3 separate regions of the Anser cygnoides genome follow, and all the other regions are linked to region 2. Evidence: chromatin contacts called from public Hi-C data. All regions are on one chromosome and are shown on one strand. Each heading gives the region's core, a stretch centred on a gene start, on an enhancer-like site or on the middle of the called end of the contact. The rest is flanking DNA. Distances are from core to core; before and after follow the strand shown.

Region 1 (2,700 bases), core at 54-2,553, 150 kb after region 2:
CCAGACCACTTATCCTCGGGGTACTCAGCCTCCCGACCTGCAAGTCTGGGACGGGGAGCAGAAGAACCTCCGCACAGTTCAGGTGGAAACAGTTGAGACCTGCTGCTCCACCTGGACTGTCACAAGTCCATGAGGCCAGATAGGATCCACCCAAGGGTGCTGAGGGAGTTTGCTGAAGGACGTGATTGCTGGGCCGCTCTCCATCATCTATTAGTGGTCATGGTGGAGGCTTGCTAACGTGACGCCTGTCTATAAGAAGGGTCATAAGGAGGACCCAGGGAACTACAGGCCTGTCAGCCTGACCTCGGTACCAGAAAGGGTGATGGAACAGGTCATCTTCAGTGCAGTCATGCAATGTATGTAGAACCACCAGGGAATCAGGCCCAGTCAGCATGGGTTCATGAAAGGCAAATCCTGCCTGACCAACCTCATCTCTTTCCATGACCAGGTGACCCGCCTGGTGGATGAGGGAAAGGCTGTTGACGTAGTCTGCCTAGACTTCAGCAAGGCCTTTGACACACTCTTCCATAGTATTCTCCTGGAGAAGCTGGCAGCCCATGGCTTGGACAGGTACACTCTGTGCTGGGTTAAAAACTCGCTTGATGGCCAGGCCCCGAGTGTGGTGGTGAACAGAGTGACATCCAGCTGGTCACCAGTGGTGTTCCCCAGGGGTTGGTGTTGGAGCCCATCCTCTTTAATATCTTTATTGATGACTTGGATGAGGGAATTGAGTGCACCCTCACTACGACTGCAGATGACACCAAGTTGGGGGAAGTGTTGATCTGCCAGAAGGTAGGAAGGCCCTGCAGAGGGACCCGGACAGGGTGGGCAGAGGCCAATGGGATGAGGTTCAACATGGCTCAGTGTCAGGTCTTGCACTTGGGGCACAACAACCCCATGCAGCACTACAGGCTTGGGGCAGAGTGGCTCGAAAGCCGTTCAGAGGAAAAGGATCTGGGGGTGCTGATTGATGCTCGCCTCAACATGAGCCAGCAGTGTGCCCAGGTGGCCAGGAGGGCCAGCAACATCCTGGCTTGTATCAGGAATAGTGCAGCCAGCAGGGCCAGGGAGGTGACTGTGTGGGGAACGCCCCAGGCCAGCCGGCCGGGGAGCACAGCCCGCTCTGCGCCCACAGCGGCTCCGCGGCCAGCTCTGCTTTGGGGCCTGGGGCCTGCTCCGGGCCGGCGGCGCTCCAAGGCCGGTCCTGGCGATGGCTGGTGGCCGGGCCGGGCCGCTCCAACTACCGGCGGGCATCGGATCTGGGGGGTCGCCACTGCCCCGGGGGCCCGCAGAGCCCCCCCGGGGCCGCTTCCCCGGCTCACGCGAGCCGGTGCGGCCCCGCCCCGCGCACACACACGGCGGCGCCGCCTCTGCTTAAAGCGGGCCCGCGGCCGGCGCCGCCTCCTCTTCCGGCGGCCGCGGTGCCCGGCAGCATGTCGGACAAGCTGCCCTACAAAGTGGGTGAGTGCGCCCCGCGGGCTCGGCGCCGCCACGCTCCGGGAGGCGGCCGCGCCGGGGCTCCGCCGGCCGGGGGCTGCGGCTGGATGCGGCCGCCGGGGGAAGATGGCAGCTGCCGGGGGGCGCGGGCGGGGAGCGCCCGGCGGAATCGGAGCCTGGGAAGCCCCTGGGAGCTGCGGGAAGGGGCTGCGCGGCCAAACGGCAGCGAGGAGGAGCTGGGGAGCCCTCGGGCGGGCTGAGCGGGCTTCCCGAACCGCCGGGGCTCGGTGCGGGGAAGCACGAGTGCGGTTTCCGCCTGTGCTCGTGCTGCCCGCCTGCCCCGGGGCCCCCGCAGCCCTGCGCCAGCTTTGCCTCCCCTCCGGGAGCCCTGCGCCGGGCACTGCGAAGGGAAAGTGCCCTTAAATCTGGGGCCTATCTTACTCACCCCTCAACGATTTTAGTGGGTAGGTTTGTAATCTTGAACCTTCATGTAAATGGCAACAACGATAACCAACGCAAACAAAAAAAAAACCCACTCATTTTTCTAAAGAGTTTTGTGGTCTTTGAAGATTAAGACCAGAAACACTAGCCCATAAGGTTCTAGTTCATAAAAACAATTTGCCTTGGAGGAAAGAATGTGAGAGCTACAAACCTGAAATACTCCAGGAGATTCTTTTAGCAGCCCCTGGTAAGACTGCTGAGCTTTTAAGATGGGTGAGATTAAAGAAAGTCCCTGCCCACCCCTGTCATCATCATTTCAATGCCCATCCATTTCCTAGGCTTTTTCAGACCTGGTTGCTGTAATGGCCAGGCCCTGGAGCTTCAGTGGGCCCTGGGCTTCATTCTGGGATAAAATGCAATTAGCTTGTCAGTATGAACCTGGGCACTCTGGCTTGGTGTTCCTGAGTGCTCTCCAGGGCCCATTTTCACTAGGTAGCTGAATGAAATATAGCTGACCATGTTTGTAATGAAACAGTAAGCTCCTGAAATCTCTGGAAGAGATTTAAAAAAAAAAAAAAGTGTCAGGGCCTTTTGGCACTGAATGATGCTGAGGGGTAGAGCACCTGGGTGTTAGCCATTTGGCCCTTGATCTTGTAGGTGAGGCTGGAGTCTGTATACTGTGTATACTGTATACCTGTATGCAGGTGCAGTATTTTCAACCCCGAGCTAGACTGTTGGAAACCTTTTGTACAGACCTGTGACTAATGATGCTTCAATAATTATCTCTGTGGAGCCAAGGTGGGAGCCCTGCAGCTTCGTCCT
Region 2 (2,700 bases), core at 164-2,663:
TGAGTATTTTGAGAATTTTTTATTCTGTGACAGACTGCTGGGAAACCAGGGATTCCTACACTGCAGGGACCACGATCATGTAGTGCCATCGCCTGTTTGCTTCCGGTAGCTACATCAGCTGAGATCTACTGCTTCCAAAATAAAATGACAGAAAAAAATAATTACAAAAACTGAGTAATTTATCAAGATTGTATTTCTGAACGAAAGCTCTCAGTTCACGCCATGATCCTCTCCTCTACTGCAGTGGCTCCCTGTCGGCTGTCTCTTGTTCTATAGCAGGATCCTGGAGCATATCCACATGATGAGCTGCCAGGGCCGGGTACGATGGTCATGTTCCTCTGAGATATGCTTGTTTTGGGGACACGTTGAGCATGTTCATGGACCAAATGTGTCCCCGAGATAACGGCTGTCATTTCACAAAGTTTTGGAGCTCTTCTCCCAGCTCTCCCAGCACCTCCATAGCTCAGCAAGAGTGCTGGGAGCAGCCCAGGGTGCAAACCAAGGAGATGAGGCCTGTTGAGAAGAGCAGGGGAAAAGAAAGCTTGGTCCTGGGAGGAGAAACAAGAGAAAGATGGTAATAACTGCTCCAGCTGAATCAGTGCTCGTGGCTGAAGATAAAGCATGGGCACCGAGTGATTTTCCTCCTGACTTTCCAAAGTCATTGACCTTTGGACTGAGGCAAAGCAGGAAACTGCAGAAGTCCTCCCATTGCCGACAGGTCTGACAGCAGCTTTGACAGGAATGGGATTTTATCTGAGGGAGAAAATTGGATGCCAGCATCCTGTAATTGAAAGGATTTTTGCTTTTCAGCCCCAGTAACAAAGCTTTGACAGGCGGTGCTGCTACAAACTTGTGACTCAGGGAGGTCACGTCATTTTGTGTCCCACGGGATTACAGGCATTGTAGAAGTGAGTGATTTTCCTCATATTCTTCATGGAAACCAAGCTAGGCTTTCCCTCAGGCCCCCCAAAACGCCCCCTCTCCACCCCTCAGTAAATGCCACTCATTACACAAAACACCCTAATTGCACAACACTCAGCCAGCAGATAAGGATCTTGTTTATTTTCTTGGGTTTCGGTGGGGTTTTGGTTTTGTTGGTGACTGAAACCGTGCAGTCTGAACCGCGGGGAGGCCAGCACCGAGGAGGCCACCCGGATCCCGCCGGCCCACCGCCCCCAGCGCCCGCCATTTCCCGCCCCGCTCCCTCAGGGCGGGCGCCCCGCCCCCACCCCCCTCTGCGCGCCGCCGCCACCCCGCGGGCACGCGCACGAGCACGCGCCCCCCCCCCCGCTCCCCTCCCCGCGCGCGGGCGCGCGCCAACAGCCCCTCCCCTCCCCACCATCCCCCCCTGTTGCTATAGCAACCGAGAGCCGGCTGGCGCCCGGCGGCGGCTGCCCAATGGGGAGGCGGCTCTTCCCGCAACTCCCGCCCCCCGGCGCCGGAAGGGGCGTGGCCTCGGGGCCGGAAGCGGGCCCGCAGCGCCGCAGGGTGTGTGTGTGTGCGTGCGTGCGTGCGCTCCCGCCGCTTCGCCCGCCGGGATCCAGGCCGCGGTGCCGCCGCCCCCGCCAGGTGAGGCTCCCCGGGCGCCCCCCGCTCCGCCCCCCGCAGCGCCCCTCGGGGCGAGCAACGCCGCTGCGGGCCCGCGGGAGGCCGGGGCCGGGCGGGAGAGGCCGCTGCAGGCCGCGGCGGGAGGGCCCCGGGGGGTGCGGGGCGGCTCCGGGCCGCTTTTTGTGCGCCCCCCCCCCCCCCCCCCCCCCCCCTCCATCGGGCCGTGCCCCGCAGCGGTGGGGGGGGGGGCGTGTAACGGTGTGCCCCTGCCGCCCCTGCCGCTGCGGGGCCCGGGCGGGGCGGCCGCCGCCGCCTCCTCCTCCCCAGCGGCCGGCACGGCACGGCCCGGCCCCGCCCGCCTGAGCCGCCCGCGGGGCGAGGCCGGCCGCGCACACCTGTGTGGAGCCCCAGCCCCGGCCTGCCCTGCGCCCTCTCCCGCCGGGCGTTGGAGTGCTCGGCTCGGCTCTGCCGTGCTGCGGTGAGGGGAGGGAGCCGGCCTCCACCGAGGAACGATTCCGAGCCGTCTTCCTCCTCCCGACGGCTCCTGCCTTACTGAAGCCTGCCCAGGCTCCGCCGCGGGGCCCTTCTCGCGGTTTTCCCAAAATCGGGGGCGACCCACCCATCAGGCCCATTCAGCCCCCCCGGGGTGGTGCTGTTTCTATGGCAGGTCGTGTGAGCACGCTCACGTACGAACAGAGGTGATTACAGAATGCTTTAGAAGGAAACTAAATAACGATATTTTCCAATTTTAACTCCTCGTGTCCATTTGGGAATAGGGATGAGTTTAGGGAGGACTGCAAAGGGAAAGACGGCTGCTTCAAGCCACTCCCAACGTATTAGAAGGCTGGGCAGTAACCCAGAGCTAACAACCCTAGGCTTTATTTAAGGTATGTATAACTGGATGTTAATTGGGATGAGCACATTTCAGGGGGATACAGTCACTCTGTTAATACATGGGAGCAAAAATATGTCTAATGCAACCATTACAGTATAAATTGATTGCTTAAATTCTGTGTTAACAGTTAAAACAACTTTTATGGTAGTAGAAAAACAAACTGCATGTTGTGCAGCATTGTAAAAAAATAAACCCCTACATTAAAAAATGAATTTGAGAACCTTTGGGAGGTTTTGCACCATCAGTGGTTGGAACGC
Region 3 (2,700 bases), core at 81-2,580, 190 kb before region 2:
GCGCTGGACTGGAACGCTGGCATTGGGTAAAATCAGTGTGTTTCCCTTCCCTTGAAATGTCTTCCTGCAGGTAAACACCTGCAGCATATTAAATTTGCTGACGCACTGGTGTATCTCTTGCCTGGCACGGTGTCATTACAATCTTTTCAATTTTGGAAGGGTGAATCCTCGAAGAGGAGTAAATCAGGGCGGAATCTCAGATGCGACCGAAGGGCCTGGCTTCCCACCGAGGGCTCCTGGGATTCCCACTCTTTGTCCAACTATCCTCGACTCCCTCTCCTGGCTGCAAGCACAGGCTGCAGCCCAAGCCAGGAGCAGCGCCCACTGCCCCCCAGGGACCCTCCAGGTGGGGCACAGAGCCCAGTGGGTGCTGAGCCCCTTACACCATCTCCCTCTGTCCATGGATCAGTGGGGTTAAACGTGAGCCCCTCTTTCCCTACACCCTCACTAGCCCTCCCTGCTGGACCCTTTTTAATGCAGCAAGGCTGGGGTGGGGCCATTAGTAGTAGTACACCACATTTCATGCCCCGCAGTCTGCACTCCTAGGTTTTCTGCCCTCTCAAAACACAAAGCCAGATCTCCGTTAGTGCTGTTTCTCTCCGTCCACACTAAAATCCCCATTTTGGCCCAGTTCCCCGCCCCGGGAGCTGGCTCCACTTGCCTGGACACTGCTGCGGGACCCCCCCAGCCCCTCGCGAGCAATGGCTGCTGCAGGGGGGAGCAGACAGCAGGTTGAGAGGCGGCCTCCCCGCTACGCAGCTCTGGTGGGGCCACAGCTGGAACGTGGTGTGCAGTTCTGGGCTCCCCAGTACAGGACGGACAGAGAGCTTCTAGAGAGGGTCCAGCACAGAGTCACGAAGATGATTAAGGGATTGGAGCATCTGTCTTACACGGACAGCCTAAGTGAGCTGGGCCTGTTTAGCCTAGGGAAGGGGAGATTGAGAGGGGATCTCACCAACCTCTATAAATACCTGAGGGGACCATGTAAAGAGGAGGGGGCCAAACTCTTCTCTGTGATAGGACAAGGGGTAATGGGTATAAATTGAACCACAGGAGGTTTCATCACCGTGTCAGGAAGAACTTTACAGTTTGGGTGACAGAGCACTGGAACAGGTCTGCCCAGAGGGGTTGTGGAGCCTCCTCCTCTGGGGACACTCAAAACCTGACAGGATGCGACCCTGCTCCTGTGTGACACGCTCTGGGTGACCCTGCTGCGGCAGGGGCCGGACCAGAAGATCCCTGGAGGCCCCTTCCCACCTCAGCCCTCCTGCAGCTCCCTGACCCCACACAGGAGCCGGCCCGGCCCCGCTCCCATCCCCGCGGCCACACGGGGGGGCCCGCTCCCGGCTCTCCGGGCTCCGAGCGGGGCCGGGCCGGGCACGGCGCTTCCTGGCGGCCGCTTTGGTTCCGGGGCGCCGCTGCCTGGAGACGGCGCTGCCGAGCGGGGCCGCTCCGGTACGGCCGGGCCGGTGGGTTTGGGGCCGAGAGGGATGGAGGCATGGAGGGAGGGATGGAGGGGCCGCAGGAGCACGGGCAGCGGAGGCCAGGTCCTCCCCGGGGAGGCTGGAGGCTGGCAGCCCCGCGGCCGGTCCCCGTGTCGCAGCGCTGTGAGCAGGAGCAGCTCGGGGGTGGGAGGGAACACGGCTTGTTGTCCCCTCTTGTCGTCCCCTCCCGGCCCCAGGTGAGGCTGCGGGAGGCCGGCCGGGCTCGTGGCCGTGCTGTTTGGCACGCAGCTCGCTGCTGGGTCTGGGAACCGAAGTGAGGATGAGCAGCGGCCTGCCTCGGTGTCCCCGCGGCGCTGGGTGACACCCGCGAGCGGTTCTCTCGCCTGTCCGCTGCAGGCCGAGCCTGTGCCCCGACCTGCGTGCTCTTGGGGTGCTGCTGTGCCGCCCAGTCCTGTGCGCGGATGCCCAGCCGATGGGGGGTTTTGCCAGAGAAGCTCACACAATGTCCTGGCTGGGTCTGCCTGGGAGAGCTTCTCAGAAGAGTGTAATTTGACTGTTTTTTGGTACAGAATCCAGCAATCCTGCCTAACCAGGACACGTTCGCTTTGCTTCAGTTTCCAGTTGGATGTAGGAAATACACGTTAAGGCAAATTAAATTCTGTGTTTTGCAGTGGAGCTGCGTAGTTCTTGTATTAATTCTTTTTGGATTTGGCTAGGTTGTTTTGTACCTGCTATGCAGGATAAAGAGATTAGAGGACCTGCACTTTCTAATCCCAGGAAGAGAATTAGAATGGCTGGGCTGTTCTGGCGGTAGTGCTGGTTCTTGCAAGGATTGACTCTTTGGCAGGGAAATGGAGGGATGCGGGACGTAAGAAGTATGTAAATATTGAATAGTAGTCCATGGGACTGTTTGTCACTTGTAAGCTTGTTTTTTGACAGATTCCTGCCACATCATGTCAGGAGACAGCGACTGCACAAGGACAAGTCCATCAGCAGGGTCTCCATCCGACAATGAATTCTTGCCGGATCGGCCCAAGTATGTTTGCTCGCTGTCTCCTGATCTCATTACCAAAGCCCGCGAAGAGCTCCAAGAGAAACCTGAATGGAGGCTCCGTGACGTGCAGGCACTCCGAGATATGGTGTGCAAAGACTATCCCTCCCTGGGGACGTGCCTGGACGATGCTTTTTTGCTAAGATTCCTCAGAGCCAGGAAATTCGATTACGATCGAGCGCTTCAGCTTCTGGTGAACTACCA

The links. A called contact is a pair of places that touch in the nucleus more often than the background predicts.
Region 1: a Hi-C map of liver shows a contact between it and region 2, with 4 times the contacts expected there. The contact joins the promoter of AHCY here to the promoter of YWHAB in region 2. A contact is called at or near these places in 2 of 7 Hi-C or Micro-C datasets (both in liver).
Region 3: a Hi-C map of granulosa cells shows a contact between it and region 2, with 1.9 times the contacts expected there. The contact joins the promoter of TTPAL here to the promoter of YWHAB in region 2. A contact is called at or near these places in 2 of 7 Hi-C or Micro-C datasets (granulosa cells and liver).

Annotation. Positions count from the first base shown.
Region 1 is chr16:10,707,814-10,710,513 of Taihu_goose_T2T_genome, forward strand. It overlaps AHCY (adenosylhomocysteinase), which reads left to right and starts at 1,304. Exons shown (of 10, transcript XM_013189264.3): 1 at 1,304-1,461. The coding sequence starts at 1,434.
Region 2 is chr16:10,561,616-10,564,315 of Taihu_goose_T2T_genome, forward strand. It overlaps YWHAB (tyrosine 3-monooxygenase/tryptophan 5-monooxygenase activation protein beta), which reads left to right and starts at 1,414. Exons shown (of 6, transcript XM_066978574.1): 1 at 1,414-1,569.
Region 3 is chr16:10,370,794-10,373,493 of Taihu_goose_T2T_genome, forward strand. It overlaps TTPAL (alpha tocopherol transfer protein like), which reads left to right and starts at 1,331. Exons shown (of 6, transcript XM_066978377.1): 1 at 1,331-1,455; 2 at 2,385-2,700. The coding sequence starts at 2,399.